2 separate regions of the Sus scrofa genome follow, and region 2 is linked to region 1. The links are chromatin contacts, called in public promoter capture Hi-C maps. All regions are on one chromosome and are shown on one strand. Each heading gives the region's core, a stretch centred on a gene start, on an enhancer-like site or on the middle of the called end of the contact. The rest is flanking DNA. Distances are from core to core; before and after follow the strand shown. Region 1 holds the start of CHD1L (chromodomain-helicase-DNA-binding protein 1-like). Region 2 holds the start of LOC100157002 (vesicle-trafficking protein SEC22b).

What was found. Promoter capture Hi-C pulls out the DNA fragments that hold promoters and counts their contacts.
Region 2: a contact with region 1 is called in a promoter capture Hi-C map of liver, with 3 times the contacts expected there. The contact joins the promoter of LOC100157002 here to the promoter of CHD1L in region 1. A contact is called at or near these places in 1 of 5 promoter capture datasets (liver) and 1 of 2 datasets of contacts at active chromatin or transcription factors (alveolar macrophages).

Annotation. Positions count from the first base shown.
Region 1 is chr4:100,422,832-100,429,828 of Sscrofa11.1, reverse strand. CHD1L (chromodomain-helicase-DNA-binding protein 1-like) reads left to right here and starts at 4,101. Exons shown (of 24, transcript XM_013993372.2): 1 at 4,101-4,298. TRNAQ-CUG (a tRNA gene) reads right to left here and starts at 4,013; the gene lies at 3,942-4,013.
Region 2 is chr4:100,878,137-100,885,133 of Sscrofa11.1, reverse strand. It overlaps LOC100157002 (vesicle-trafficking protein SEC22b), which reads right to left and starts at 4,291. Exons shown (of 5, transcript XM_003484218.4): 1 at 3,979-4,291. The coding sequence starts at 4,053. LOC110260433 (a long non-coding RNA gene) reads left to right here. Exons shown (of 3, transcript XR_002343722.1): 3 at 3,166-3,275.

The sequences.
Region 1 (6,997 bases), core at 2,852-5,351:
ATCTCTGCAAATTTACATTAGAAGAGAACAGAGGACTAGGGAGTTCCCTGGTAGCCTAGCAGTTAAGGATCTGGCATTGCCATTGCTATGGCTTGGGTCACTGCTCTGGTGTGGGTCTGATTCCTAGCCAGGGAACTTCCACCAAAAAAAAAAAAAAAAAAAAAAAAAAAAAGAAGAAGAAGAAGAAAAAGAAAAGACTAGAAAAATAAAGTCAATGTTCTGTTTCTACCATGAGAAGTTGGGAAAAGAAGAGGGAAATAAACCAAAGTAAGTAGAAGGAAGGAAATAATACAGGTAGAAACTGAAATAAATAAAACACAAAATGCTGAAACAATAAAGGAAAACAACGGAAGCAGAAGAGAAGTTTTTGAAAAAATTAATAAATTTAGCAAGACAAACTAAGAAAGAGGGGGAGGGAGGGAGAGAGAGAGAGAAATAAGCAGTATCAGGAAATAAAGGAGGATATCACCACAGGTCCTAAGCTACTACAATAAGATATTGCTTATTGTATCCTATTGTAAGGATATATTATGAAAACCATTTAGGAGAATAAACCTTGCAACTTAGATGTACAAATGTCTGGAAAAAGAAATTACAAAGTTAATCACAAAGAAATGGAAAATCTGGAGAGGTCTATATGTGGGAAAGTAATCGAATACATAGTTTTGTCTTCTTACAAAGTAGACTCTAGGCCCATATGCCTTCACTGGTGAATTCTATCAAACATTTAAGGAAGAAAAAATAACAATCTTAACACAAAGCCTGTCAGATAATATGGAAGAGAAGATTACACTACCAAACTCATTTGTGAGACCAGTAGGATCTCGTTCCAAAACAGCTGCAAAAGGACATTTCAAGGTAAGAAAATTACAAATTAATATTATGAACACAGATACAAAAACCACCACAAGTTATTAGCAAGCTAAAACTAATAATGTATAGAAAGGATAATACATCGAGACCAAGTCGGGTGTATCTTAGGAATGTAACATTACTTTTAACAATAGAATAGTAACATGTAATTAATAACATTAAGAAAATTAAGGAGTTCCCGTCGTGGCGCAGTGGTTAACGAATCCGACTAGGAACCATGAGGTTGCGGGTTCGGTCCCTGCCCTTGCTCAGTGGGTTAAGGATCCGGTGTTGCCGTGAGCTGTGGCGTAGGTTGCAGACGCGGCTCGGATCCCGAGTTGCTGTGGCTCTGGCGTAGGCTAGTGGCTCCAGCTCCGATTCGACCCCTAGCCTGGGAACCTTCATATGCTGCGGGAGTGGCCCAAGAAATAGCAAAGACAAAAAAAAAAAAAAAAAAAAGAAAAAAGAAAGAAAATTAAGGTTAAAAATTCTTGATCATTCTAATAAATGGAAAAAATAATATTTCACAAAATTCAACACCCACTCATGTTCAAAGTTCTACGTAAATTAGAAATAGAAGGAAAATACCTTAATCTGATGAAGGGCATCTATGAACAGCCTACAGCTAACTTTATATCTAATGGTGAAAGCCTGAACACCATCTTCCGAACACTGGAGAAAAGGAAAAGATAGTAGTTCTCATCACTTCTTTCTGACATTGCATCAGAAGTCTGGCCAAAGCCTTAAGGCAAGAAAATTAAGTAAAAGCCTTAAAGATAAGGAAAAGTAAAACCTATCTTTGACATAATTGTGTGTGTAGAAAATCCTAAGGAATCTACCCCCCAAAAACCTGCCAGAATTAATAATGGAATATAACAAAGTGCTAGAGCCGCAACTTTGGAGACAGAGGAGGGTCTGTAGGCAAAGTGGACTCTGCCTCTCCCAAAGAGATATGAGGAGGAGGCGGGTGGTAAGACTAGTGAGGGGCCTGTACTGGTCTGAGCTAGGGCAGTTTTGATGGGCTAGAGAAAGGAAGGGATGTCTTCTCTCTGAGGCAGAGAAAAAACTCCAGGCACGACGTAGGAATATGATGGAGATCCAGGATGCCTAATGCATTGGCAGCTGGAGATATTGGCAGATACAGAGGGGATAAGGCCTACTTACAAACTTGAAATTTCATTTAAAAACTAAAAATTAAATAAGGACTAAATGTTCCTTAAGGAGAGGAGGTAGAGGACCTGAATGAAGGATTAGGGGAAGAATTGTCTGGCTTGCTGTGGAGAAGCATGTTGATCACCTCCATGAAGTCTTCCTTTACATGGTCTGCTGGACAAACCTCGAATTCCTGGATGTGCACATCACTGATGATGGAACCTCCAGCAGCAGAACTTGACTTGTGTGTTCTGAACTTCCTCAGGCCCTGCAGGCAAACAGTCTGCAAGGGAAGAGAAGGGGGAGTGGGGAGGAGGGGGTACCTGCCAGTTAACTTTAAGGAAACCAACAGTGTGCCTAATTTAGCCACCACACATTACAAAGGATTTACCTAACCTACAGTATCCCCACAAAAAGCAAAAGGAAATGCAGTGAAAATCAATGTGGAGCAGCTTCAGGCTTTCTAGGTAGAAAATATTCTTGGGTGAATCGATGCTCTTTGGTGGCAGAAGACACTTTAGGTAAGAAGGGCCTTCAGACCTTTCCAGTAAAATTTTCTATGAATAGAAGGAAAAAGTCATGACCTTTTTCAGTGGTGTCTTCTTGGAGCGGAATCCAGAAGGTTGCAGGGGGAGCCTTGCGAGTTCAGGACTTGACCCTCAAAGCTTCTCTGGCTCATCTCACTTTCCCCTCCTTAGGAGCCCAGACCTTGCTGCCGTGGGTTAAGGACAAGGACTCTCTAAGCAGGGATCGCTTTCTGGGGAGCAGGGTTTAGGGTTTAAGGAGATTACCCTGTTGAAGAAATTGTGGCAGCCGAAAGATACAAATGGCACCAGAAGATACAGAACAGCACCCTTGCAGGCTCAGAGGAGTCACCTCCAGAGTCTGAGCACCGAGTCTTGTTTTGGGTAACTTTTACACAATACAGACCTCGAGGTTTTCCTATGCAGGTAGCCCCGGACCTCTCCCTTTAGGCAGCAGTGTTCCTGCCTACGAAACTGAAACAAGGACCCCAAGGCACGAAGTTGCTACAAGATTACAAGAAGGGTGGTGTGCAGCAAGCAAAGCAGCTGACAGGCACAGTAGCTGCCTTTCCAGCTGGCGCGCCCGGGGCGGCGGCGGCGGGGGTGGGGGTGGGGGTGGGGGTGGGTCCCTAGTTAAAACTCTTCAACCCCAGACCCAAGTACAAAGTTTAGGACAACTGTGGCTCCTAGTGGTCTCAACAGAACTCAGAAGCTTGAGATTCTATTGGTAACCGTAGGAAAGGACAAAGGAAAATAAAATGAAATACATCCAACCTTCCGCTTGAACCCATGAGTCAGAAAGTTAGTCTCACCACCCCAAGAATGAGCTCAGAAACGCTATTTCATCATTGCACTATTTTCTACCTGTGTAGAAACAAGACATCCGTACAGTTACAAGGCGCGCGGTGTGAAGCGCCCTCTCGGTGCGGGATTCAGTGGGCGCAGCCTCTACGTTTTACCCGGGAGACCCAGGGTGACCCGACCAGCAGGTGGCACTGGCTCCGTCGCTGTGCCCCTTGACAGCTGCGCCTTGGATGCCAGCGCCCGGCAGAGCCTGCCGGGTCCAGCGAGAACACCCCGGGCTCGTCCCACTTCCCCTGCCCTCCACGTCCGTGTGGTCTGCCAGTTTCTGGGACTCTGACCCCTGAGCAGGAGGCGGCCAAACCCTGGGAACGCGGCTGCGATGGGCCTACGGCGGCAGGAGCTGGAGGGCCCCAGCCGGAGGTGGGGTTGGGGGTGTCGCGGAGCCCCCTTCCCAGGACCCAGACCGTGCAGTCTGAAAGCCGGGCAGAGGGGCCCTCTAGGAAGGGAAAGCATGTCCACTCAGCGCACCTTTGAAGCGCGAGTTCTTCTGGGGAGGAGACTGAATTCCGGCTGCGCAGAAAGAGACAGCTGGACCTCATCTCAAGGACAAGGTCCCACCGAGTCTCGCACTCGGATCACTGGATTCAGAGTCCAGAGTGCTCACCATTACACCATGGAACCGCCCATAGTTCACTGGGTCCGGCTGCTGAGCCAGGCCCCACGCAGCCCCGCGGGCCCGGGCCGGGCCCAGGCCCCGCCTCCCGCCCGGCGCGCTCCTCGGCCGCCCCCAGCCCGCTTCCTCCGCGACCACGCCGGGAGGGGCCGGCATCGCCCGCCCTCGGCCGCCCTTCAGAGTTGAACCTCGAGGATGAGAAGAAATCCATTGGGGTCGGCGACAGGGCAGGGCTTTCGGGCCTCCCCCAGGTCTGTCTGCTCTGCGGCATTTCTAGAATGTTCTGCCCTGAGGTAGGATTTCCGCCGGAAGAAAAATTCCTTTCTCCTTTGTAACTGTCCTCTTCCCACTGCCCTGAGAACTCTGAACTTCCTCAGAACAGCCCCTGGGACTTTCTGGTGACCCCTCTCTCGTCCCCCCACTCGGTTCTCGATCCCCCTCTCTCCTCCCCGGGTTCCATGCTGTCCTCCTCCTCCTCCTTCCCGCTTCCTTCATCCCCTTCACTACCACTCCTCTTCACTTTCCCTTCTCCCGCCCCGGTACACAGCACAGGCTATCAGACCGTGGGGAAGAGCGGCCACAGTCTGACCGGAAGGTGAGGAACATTTTCCATCAACGAGAGAAGCCCGAGTGCCTCTCAGGTCAGGACCTTCTGGGGGTTCTTTGATGGAGACAGTAGCCCAGCGTCCACAGCCAGAGCTTGAGGCCCCGACAGCGCGAGACTTCTGCCCGCCCCATACCGTCCTGGGGCTGGGGTGACTCCGAAGTTAGGAAACTTGGGTTCCGCGCAGCTCCTGGCTGGTTGGTCAAATCCGACGTCATTGAACCGCCAGCATTATTCTCTTTTAGGGCTTCAATTGGGAAAAAGTTCCCCTTATGGGCCCCTTGTGGATGGATAGTGGGGTACCGCGCACAGTAGTGGGGTGCAGTAGTTGCCAGAATAGTCAGACAACCCTGGGCCATACTCAGTCTAAGATGAAGAGATAGAAGAGGCTTTTTTCTTTTTTTGTCTTTTTGCCATTTCTTGGGCCGCTCTCGCGGCATATGGAGGTTCCCAGGCTAGGGGTCGAATCGGAGCTGTAGCCACTGGCCTACGCCAGAGCCACAGCAACGCGGGATCCGAGCCGCGTCTGCAACCTACACCACAGCTCACGGCAACGCCGGATCTTTAACCCACTGAGCAAGGGCAGGGATCGAACCCGCAACCTCATGGTTCCTAGTCGGATTCGTTAACCACTGCGCCACCACGGGAACTCCAGAAGGGGCTTTTTTCTAAGTGTATCGTAATACAATTTTCATTTTTAAAGTCATGTCACTATTGTACATATTCCAAAAGAGGATGAAAAAGCTAAACTGAAAACTGAAAAATAAGAAGTTCCCCATGGTGGCTCAGCAGTAACCAACCCGACTAGTATCCATGAGGGCACGGGTTGGATCCCAGGCCCTTCTCAGTGGGCTAAGGATCCAGCGTTGCTGTGAGCTGTGGTGTAGGTCGGCAGCTGCAGCTCTGATTGGATCCCAAGCCTGGGAACTTCCATATGCCCGGGTGCAGCCTTAAAAAAGACAAACCAAACAAAAAAACCTGAAAAATAAAAGTAGAACAAATGAATATAAGTACATATCAAATGATACTATAACTGGGATTCCCATGGTAGCTCTGCCGAACCATGAGGACACAGGTCCTATCCCTGGCCTTGCTCAGTGGGGTAAGGATCCCGTGTTGCCTTGAGTTGTGGTATAGGTTGCAGATGCAGCTGGAATCTGGCATATGTGGTGTGCCTATGGCGTAGGCCAGTAGCTGGGATTCCCTAGTCTGGAACCTCCATATGCCGCCGGTGCAGTCCTACAAAGACAAACCAAAAGAAAGGTAAGAGAACCACATAGAATATGATTAAGTCAAGTGCATTTTGAATTACTCACGGTGGAGTACATCCTAACGACATCTTGAACTTTATCTAGTGGGTTTAACCATTGGTCGTAGAATTGGTATAATAATTATGTTTTGTGTGTATTGTAAGCTAGAGCAAATCAGTGAAAACATTAATATTGTCAGGAGTCAAGGTTAGCAGCTTGGGAGGAGAAGGACAAAAATAGGAAATGGGAAAAACTGAGGAAGAACTTTATGGTGTTAGATTGGACTTTGATTCTTCAGTTTGTTAATGTGGTGTATCACACTGATGGATTTGCGGATATTGAAGAACCCTTGCATCCCTGGGAGAAATCCCACTTGATCATGATGTACAATCCTTCTAATGTATTGTTGGATGCGGTTTGCTAGTATTTTGTTGAGGATTTTTGCATCGCTGTTTATCCGTGAAATTGGCCTATAGTTTTCTTTTGTTGTGGAGTCTTTGTCTGGTTTTGGTACCAGGGTGATGGTGGCCTCATAGAATGAGGTTGGGAGTATCCCTTCCTCTGGGATTTTTTGCAATAGTTTCAGAAGGAGAGGTGTTAGCTCTTCTCTAAATGTTTGATAGAATTCGCCTGTGAAGCCATCTGGTCCTGGACTTTTGTTTGTTGGAAGTTTTTTCATCACAGTTTCAGTTTCAGTTCTTGTGATGGGTCCATTCATCTTTTCTATTTCATCTTGGTTTAGTCTTGGAAGATGGTACTTTTCTAAGAATTTGTCTATTTCTTCTAGGTTTTCCATTTTATTGGCGTATAGTTGCATATCGTAGTCTCTTATGATCCTTTGTATTTCTGTGATGTCCGTTGTTATTTCTCCTTTTTCATTTCTAATTTTATTGATTTGAGTCCTCTCTCTTTTTTGCTTGCTAAGTCTGGCTAGGGGTTTATCAATTTTGTTGATCTTTTCAAAGCACCAGCTTTTCGTTTCATTGATCTTTTCTATGGCTTTCTTTGTTTCTATTTCATTGATTTCTGCTCTGATCTTTATGATTTCTTTCCTTCTACTAACTTTAGGTCTTGTCTGTTCTTCTCTCTCGAGCTGCTTTAGATGTAAGGTTAGCTTGTTTATTTGGGCTTGTTCTTG
Region 2 (6,997 bases), core at 3,042-5,541, 460 kb before region 1:
TGCTCCAGTGATGGTAGGTCCACCTTCTAGGTGATGTTTTACTATTTAAAATTAAATTTAATTCATAGGAAATGCTCAAGAAACTACATGGCAGCTCTGATTTTGATTTCACAAAATAACATAATCACTGCTTTACAAATAAACCCTAGGTTTGCTTTTAAGATTACAGTCACAAAGGGCCCACAGTCCACCAGCTTATCTAAAAATAGATTAGATGTCCTAATTCACTTCATCTAGAACAGACCTAATGAAAACTTGTACCCAGTATAATGCAAAGACAGCTGCTTGTAATCTAATAGTGAAGTGGATGTGAATGCCTACACAAATTGTAAAACTAATTTGAGGTCATCCAACAGTCTTTTTAGGGTTTGGTTCTTTATGTGAAATGCAGGAGATACAGGGTAGTAAACTGCCACACAACCATAATAATTTTTATTGTTGTCACCTATAATCGCTGAACAAGTATTTGTATCAAATGCCATCTTTTGCCTTTATAAGAATCTTTAGCTAAACTCTTATCATTTTAAAAATCCCTGTTGAACTCAACTAATCAAAGGCCAGAGGCATTAAGAACCAACCATTTTCCTCTAAAAGCGGTAACAGTAAAGTGACTAATCAACTAGTGTACTCGAGTAAATCAAACACCTTCTTCATGACCACAGAGCTGGGGCAAAATGAGAGAAGAGAACATGGTTCACTTTGAGGTAGAACAGAAAGGTAGATGAAGAAACACCTAAAAAGGAGGAATACATCAGAAAGGAAGAAACAGAGTATCAGTTAGAAAACTCTAGGTTTGAAAAGTTCATCTCTCTACCTGAGGTAGGCCTTTGATTCTAGTTAAAGCACAGAGGAAATAGTGCATAAGACTCACTGTATCTTTTTTTTTTTTTAACTCTCCATTGTATTATTTTAATAACTGTTCATCTCCAGGAATAAGACAGTTTGTACAGGGACTAGCATCTAGTAACTACCCAAAATGTATCTATTATCAGTGTAAATAATTGAAAGAATACATTGAATTATTTGGCCTGGATGATTAAGGTACTTAATTATAAAATTACTTGGCCAAGATATCCATTTCTCAAAAAGTTATTTCTGGACTCCTAAGAAGTAAATACATTATTAAAATGTCTTAGAAGGGGGTAGTAAAGTATAGCAGTTAGGTACTAAGGCTCTAGTGTCAGATATTAAAAAGAACAAACTAGTGATTACCAGTGTAGAGAGGGAAGAGAAGAGGGGCAAGATAGGGGTAAGGGATTAAGAGGTACAAACTAATATGTATAAAATAAATAAGCTATAAGGATATATTATACAGCACAGGGAATATAGCCAATATTTTGTAAAAACTCTAAATGAAGTGTAACCTTTTAAATTTGTGAATCACTATGTTGTACATCTGAAACATAAATAATATTGTGAATCAACTATACCTTAATCTAAAATTAAAAAAAAAAAAAAAAGGTGGTTCACAACTAGGGGTGATTTTGTCCCCACTCCCTCAAGGTGACATGTGGCAATGTAAGGAAATATTTTTGGTTATCACAACTGGAGGGAGGGCGGTAGTAGCGCTATTGGCATATAAGGTGTAGAGGCCAAGGATGCTGCTAGACATCCTACAATGCACAGGACAGTTCTCCCACAACAAAGAATTATCCATCCCAAAATGTCAACAGTGCCAAACTTAAAAACCCCTGATGACAGAAATATCAAATCACTATGTTATGCACCTGGAACTAACATAATGGTTGTAGGTTAATAAGGAAGGAAGGGAGGAAGGAAGAAAGAAAGGGAGGAAAGGTGGGAGGGAGGAACCCTGATGAAAAGTTGTTATGCTACTTAACTAGCTGTGTGACTTTATGCAAGAGCCTTAACCTTTCTTAGTCTCAGAACTTCCTTATCTATAAATGGAGATAACGATGGTACCTATTCTAACCATTGGTATGAAGACTGAGTGAAATCATTCATTTAACAGGCTTAGCACAGTAGTATGTAGTAGTGTAGCAGACACTCTATTTATGTGCTGTATACTATTATAACAATAAAAATAAGTCAAAGGTTCATATTTTTGTAGATATTAAAAGTTTAGGAAAAGCTATCAATCACAGTTAAAATTCCTAATGGAAATCACTGTGCAATTACAATGACAAAAATATTTTTGTGTAAAATATCTTCCTTATCAATTAAACAAAGCAACCCATCTTAGTAGACTGATACGAAATTTGGAATTAGGAAATACACGGTAATAAATCAACTAATTTTTTCCAATAACGTATCAAAGCAAAGAATAAGGGCCTACTGATACAGAGACTTTCAAATCTTTGCCCACATTGGAATTCAAATAGTTGGAAAACTGATCAGATTTCTGCCCCCTTGGGAAAACTATTTCTTAGTCAAACTACATATCCTTCAAGGAAAACTTATCCACACCATCTCCCTAAAAAGCATGTTCCTACATTCATTTTAACAATTTCACCCTTTCTGCATAGTCCTATAAAATGTTTAATGTTGAAGAAGAGAATTTTTTTTTCACAATTGAAAATTCAAGGTATGCTCTATTTTTCAAATTTTATACCAAATTAGGCATGGTTTTGTGGAATGAATAGAAAATATTTCATGTAGCATGACCTGCTAAGCAAAGCAACTTTATAATCCGTTATCAATATTCTCCTAAAAGTGGAAGTTTAAACATATTTCCAAATCAAACCTAAAAAAGCTCATAACCAAATAGAAGCTTTCCTTATCAGGAGACACTGTCAGCTTCGATGCCATTTTCTTCTGGGAAGACTTTCCTGATCTTGCAAAATCAATTTAGGTAACTTTTCCATTTTCAACCACAGAAACTTCTTCCTCTTCTGTTGTAGTTTTACTACGTTTTAATTGTTCGTTAGCTCATTTTTCCACTAAACTGTAAACTCCATGAAAGTAGGGACTATGTCCCTTAATCCCCTATATTAACACTGGCTTGGTACAGCTGATGTGTTTAATTAAGGTTTTTTTTTTTATGGATATATGAATGAAAAGTCAAAAAATTTATGTACAATTTTTTTTCTATATTTCGTCTTTTTTTTAGGCCTTCAGGGTTTTTAAAAAAATTTTTATTAGGTTGCATGAGAAAGTAAAATAAAGTTGATCACTTTAAATAAATTATATAAATTTCACTCTCAGCCTCCTTTCTTCAGGAAACTTCCAACCATGCTCCATGAACTTGTCTCACACCAGGAGTTTCCCTCGTGATTTTTAAGGCACAAAGCATCTTCCTTTCAAGATATCTGGAGTTGTTGTTTTTAAATTAACACATTTCTGAGCATCTACTAGCAAAAGCTACAGGAGACACAAAGATGACTAACATTTGTTATTTACCTGCTACGAAACTCAACTTATTGAAAGAAAAAGGAAAATGTAAAATAAATGTAAAGAGTCGACACAGGGATTTTAATTCCAATAATAGGAATTTAGTAAGGCTTATTGGAGGAGGTGGGAATCGGGCATAACTTTGAAAGAAGGCTCTGTACTGAACTTCAAACAGGCGCCTTCAAACAGGTGCATATATGTGGCAATATTATCTCATCTACTTTCAATAGATGTCAGCAAGCTAGGTCAAGGATCAGGTGCTACAGTAAGAACAGTTAAAGAATTTAGGGGCTGATTTCCCCCAAGACCTGTCAGTCAGCCTTATTAGCAGCGAAAAATTAAAAATCCTGATTTCAACGAAGCACTGGATGATCACACTCAGCTAAACTATCCCTTCTCCAGAGCGTTTTTCTTAAGAGGAACAGGTAACACAAAAATCTACCTTCGCCTTCAGGAAGGATTTTTTCTAACAAGTAGTCTTCTCCACTGCCAAAAGAGAAAAAGCACTTCGCAGGGGTCAGGAATGTCTGGGAGGCGACAAGGGTCTCCATGTCTTAAAAAGGAATCAGTCGCTGAGAGCTGAGTGCTCCGGCAGGAACTCGGGGTCATGGGGATCTTGGAGCTTACCTGTTCGTCCTCCTGCATCGAAGCGGCCAACGGGAGCCCGTCCGCCACCCGGGCGATCATCGTGAGCAACACCATCTTCACAGACTACCGAGACCCAAAACTAGCCTGGACGGCCGTAGGTGCGTCTTGACTTGCTTCGCCGCGACAACAGTTATGCCTCTACCTTAGTTCCCGAAAACCCAGCTGCTGGCGTCTCCGCTTCCCGCTGAGGTGGCCGGAAACAAGGTCCAGAGCTCTCCACTACCGGTCCCCAGAATTGGCTTCCCCGGAGAACCACAACTACTGGAACACTAGTTCCGCCGTCTCTCCTTCCATCTTCAGAAACTTCCAAGGCCCCGCCCACTTTTCTGAATTTCCAGCCTCTTCTGAGCCTTGACCCTTGAAGGGGCGTGGCACACAAACTGAAGTAGGATTTCCTAGTTTGGATACTTTAAGTCAGGGGAGAGGGCTGGGAAGGAGGGTAGGAATTAATGGGTACTTAAATGAAGAGTATGTGAAAAAACTGAAAATAAAGCTATGTATTTTCCTCCTTAATTTTTAATTTTCTATATTATATATCCTATAAAAATACTTTCTGTATTTTTCTATTTCTAAGCAGAAATATGTGTGCACATGCTGTTTGGGAGTTTTCTGCATGTTTGTTTATGCTGTATCCCTAGGTCCTTGAATAGTTTTCGGTAAAAATATGTATTGCATGTGTGAGAAAATGACCAAGTTACAGGACTTCAGAAATCATATAGATCTGTCACTCTTCCAAATGTTGGGGTCTTTGCTACCTGTATCATGATAGGTACAGGACAGCCTTGCAAAACTTCCAGTAACTGTACAGTCACTCCTTACTGGAGCAATCTCTAGACAATTCTATTTGGGGAAGTGTTACCACCTTTTTTTTTTTTTTTTTGGTGTCCCCATCTTTAAAACAAGGATATTTCCTGCCTCTCAGGATGTTTGTGATTATTTAACATGAAAATGTAGGTGCACATATTTTGTAAACTAAAAAAAATTATACAAATGTATTTTATTACTTATATCAATTACACTTTATTGAGCACTAATTGTGTTTACATTAATAGAAACACTGCTAAGTGCTTTACAGATACTAGTTATTTAACCAAAAAAAATGAGTAAAGTTATTTAGTGTTAGTCCCCAATTCATAGTTGGATAAAAAAGCCTGAGAGTAATTTTTCCAAGGTGACACAGCTAGTAGTAATGGGAGCCGAATTTGAACTGGGATTGAACTCCAAAGCCTATGCTCTTAATCCTGATACAACTCTGTCTTAACATTTATCCATATGTTAAAGAGCTCATCCTTTTGTTACTTTTTCTTCAATTCTACAGCCATTAGGGGAAAACTGATATTATTTCTCTTTTTTTAAATTTTATGGTCACACCCATTGCCTATGAAAGTTCCTGGGCTAGGGACTGAATTCAAGCTGACCTATGCCACAGCTGTGGCAATCCCATCCCTTAACCCACTGCACCAGGCCAGAGGTCAAACCCACACCTCCACAGCAACCTGAGCAATGCAGATTCTTATCCCACTTTGCCACAGTGGGGACTCCCTAATATTATTTCTTGAGAGGATTTTGGGAGGAAGACCTAATGATTGACTCCAGACAAAAGATGAAGGGCTGCAATGTAGGCAAGGCTAAGAAATTGATGGTGCTATTGAGACCGTGAGAAAGTAAAATTAAAGGCAATCCTTGTGTATATGGCAGCCTAAGCCGATAAAATCTTACATTTAGAATACCTCATAGATATAACCTGATCTAATTCCCTTCCTCCCACTTGACAAGGACATATCTTCTACTATAGTTTCAAATGATGGTCATTCAGCCTCTGCTGGAACAATTCCAATAATGGGAAATTAATAATACAAATATTTTAACTAAGAGTACGTCTACGTGAATCAGAGAAGCAGAAGGCACAGAGAAGCAGAATAGGAGCAAGAATCCCAGAGTCCCATCCTCTTTCCAATTCATGGCTCTAGGCTCTTCCCAAGGCCTATAAGCAGCCTTGCCCCTGGACTGTATGAACCACCATTATTTGTTTATAATAACTTCCCTTCTTTTTTTTTTTTTTTTTTGGCTTATTTTCTGTTACAACCAAAAAAAAAAAAAAATAGAGGAATGCAATCACCCTAGAACAACCCTTTTTTGAAACAACATTCATACTCATACCGCTTACTTTTTTCCTCTTAGATGATTCTGACACCCTTTAGAAACACTAAATTTATTATTCCTGAGAGAAGACAGCGTCTTCTTAGGTCAATGAGTGGCCATCAGGAGAATGCCAGAGTAGTCTCTGTATGAAACTGCCCAGCACTCAGGAACTCCAGAACCTGAATGGCTTTTGCTTCTGACTTAATCAGCATCATCTCATTCACATGCAGACACTGCCTTTGCCCTCCTGCCCTTTGGTCCTTTTGGCAATAAAGGACTGGGTAATAATGAATGGCAAACACCGGGATCAATACACAGAATATTCTCAACTTTTTATACTGAATGAGAAAAGGGCACCAACAAATATTTGTTCAGAACTTTAGAATTTATAAAATTTATCCACATTCTTCGTCTGCCTGAAACCTGACGACACTGTGAAATGGGTCAAATTCAACAATTTTGGAGCTTGTGAACATTATACTAGGGGGGAAAAGTTAAACAGAAATTTGAGTATCAGAGAGCAAATTCTTAAAACTTAACAAAGAAATCGAGTAAAGCACATATTGAAAGCAACTTAAGCTACTAAAACAAAATGAGACTTTCCATTAAAGCAGAGTCAAAAGGTTGCAGAGATTTTACAAGCCAGATCAAAGAAAGCAAGAGTTAGAAGCTTGTATCCATTTATTTTTTAAGCAATCCTTGAGTGCCTAATTATATTCCAGGCACTGAGCTAGGTACTGAAGACGAATAAATAACAGTCCCAGCAAGCTGTGGCTCGTATCAACCCCAGACCAAACATTGTTGCTTAGGAGAAGAGGTCTGCAAGTAAATAGCAAAGCTCCTGTTTGAATTACAT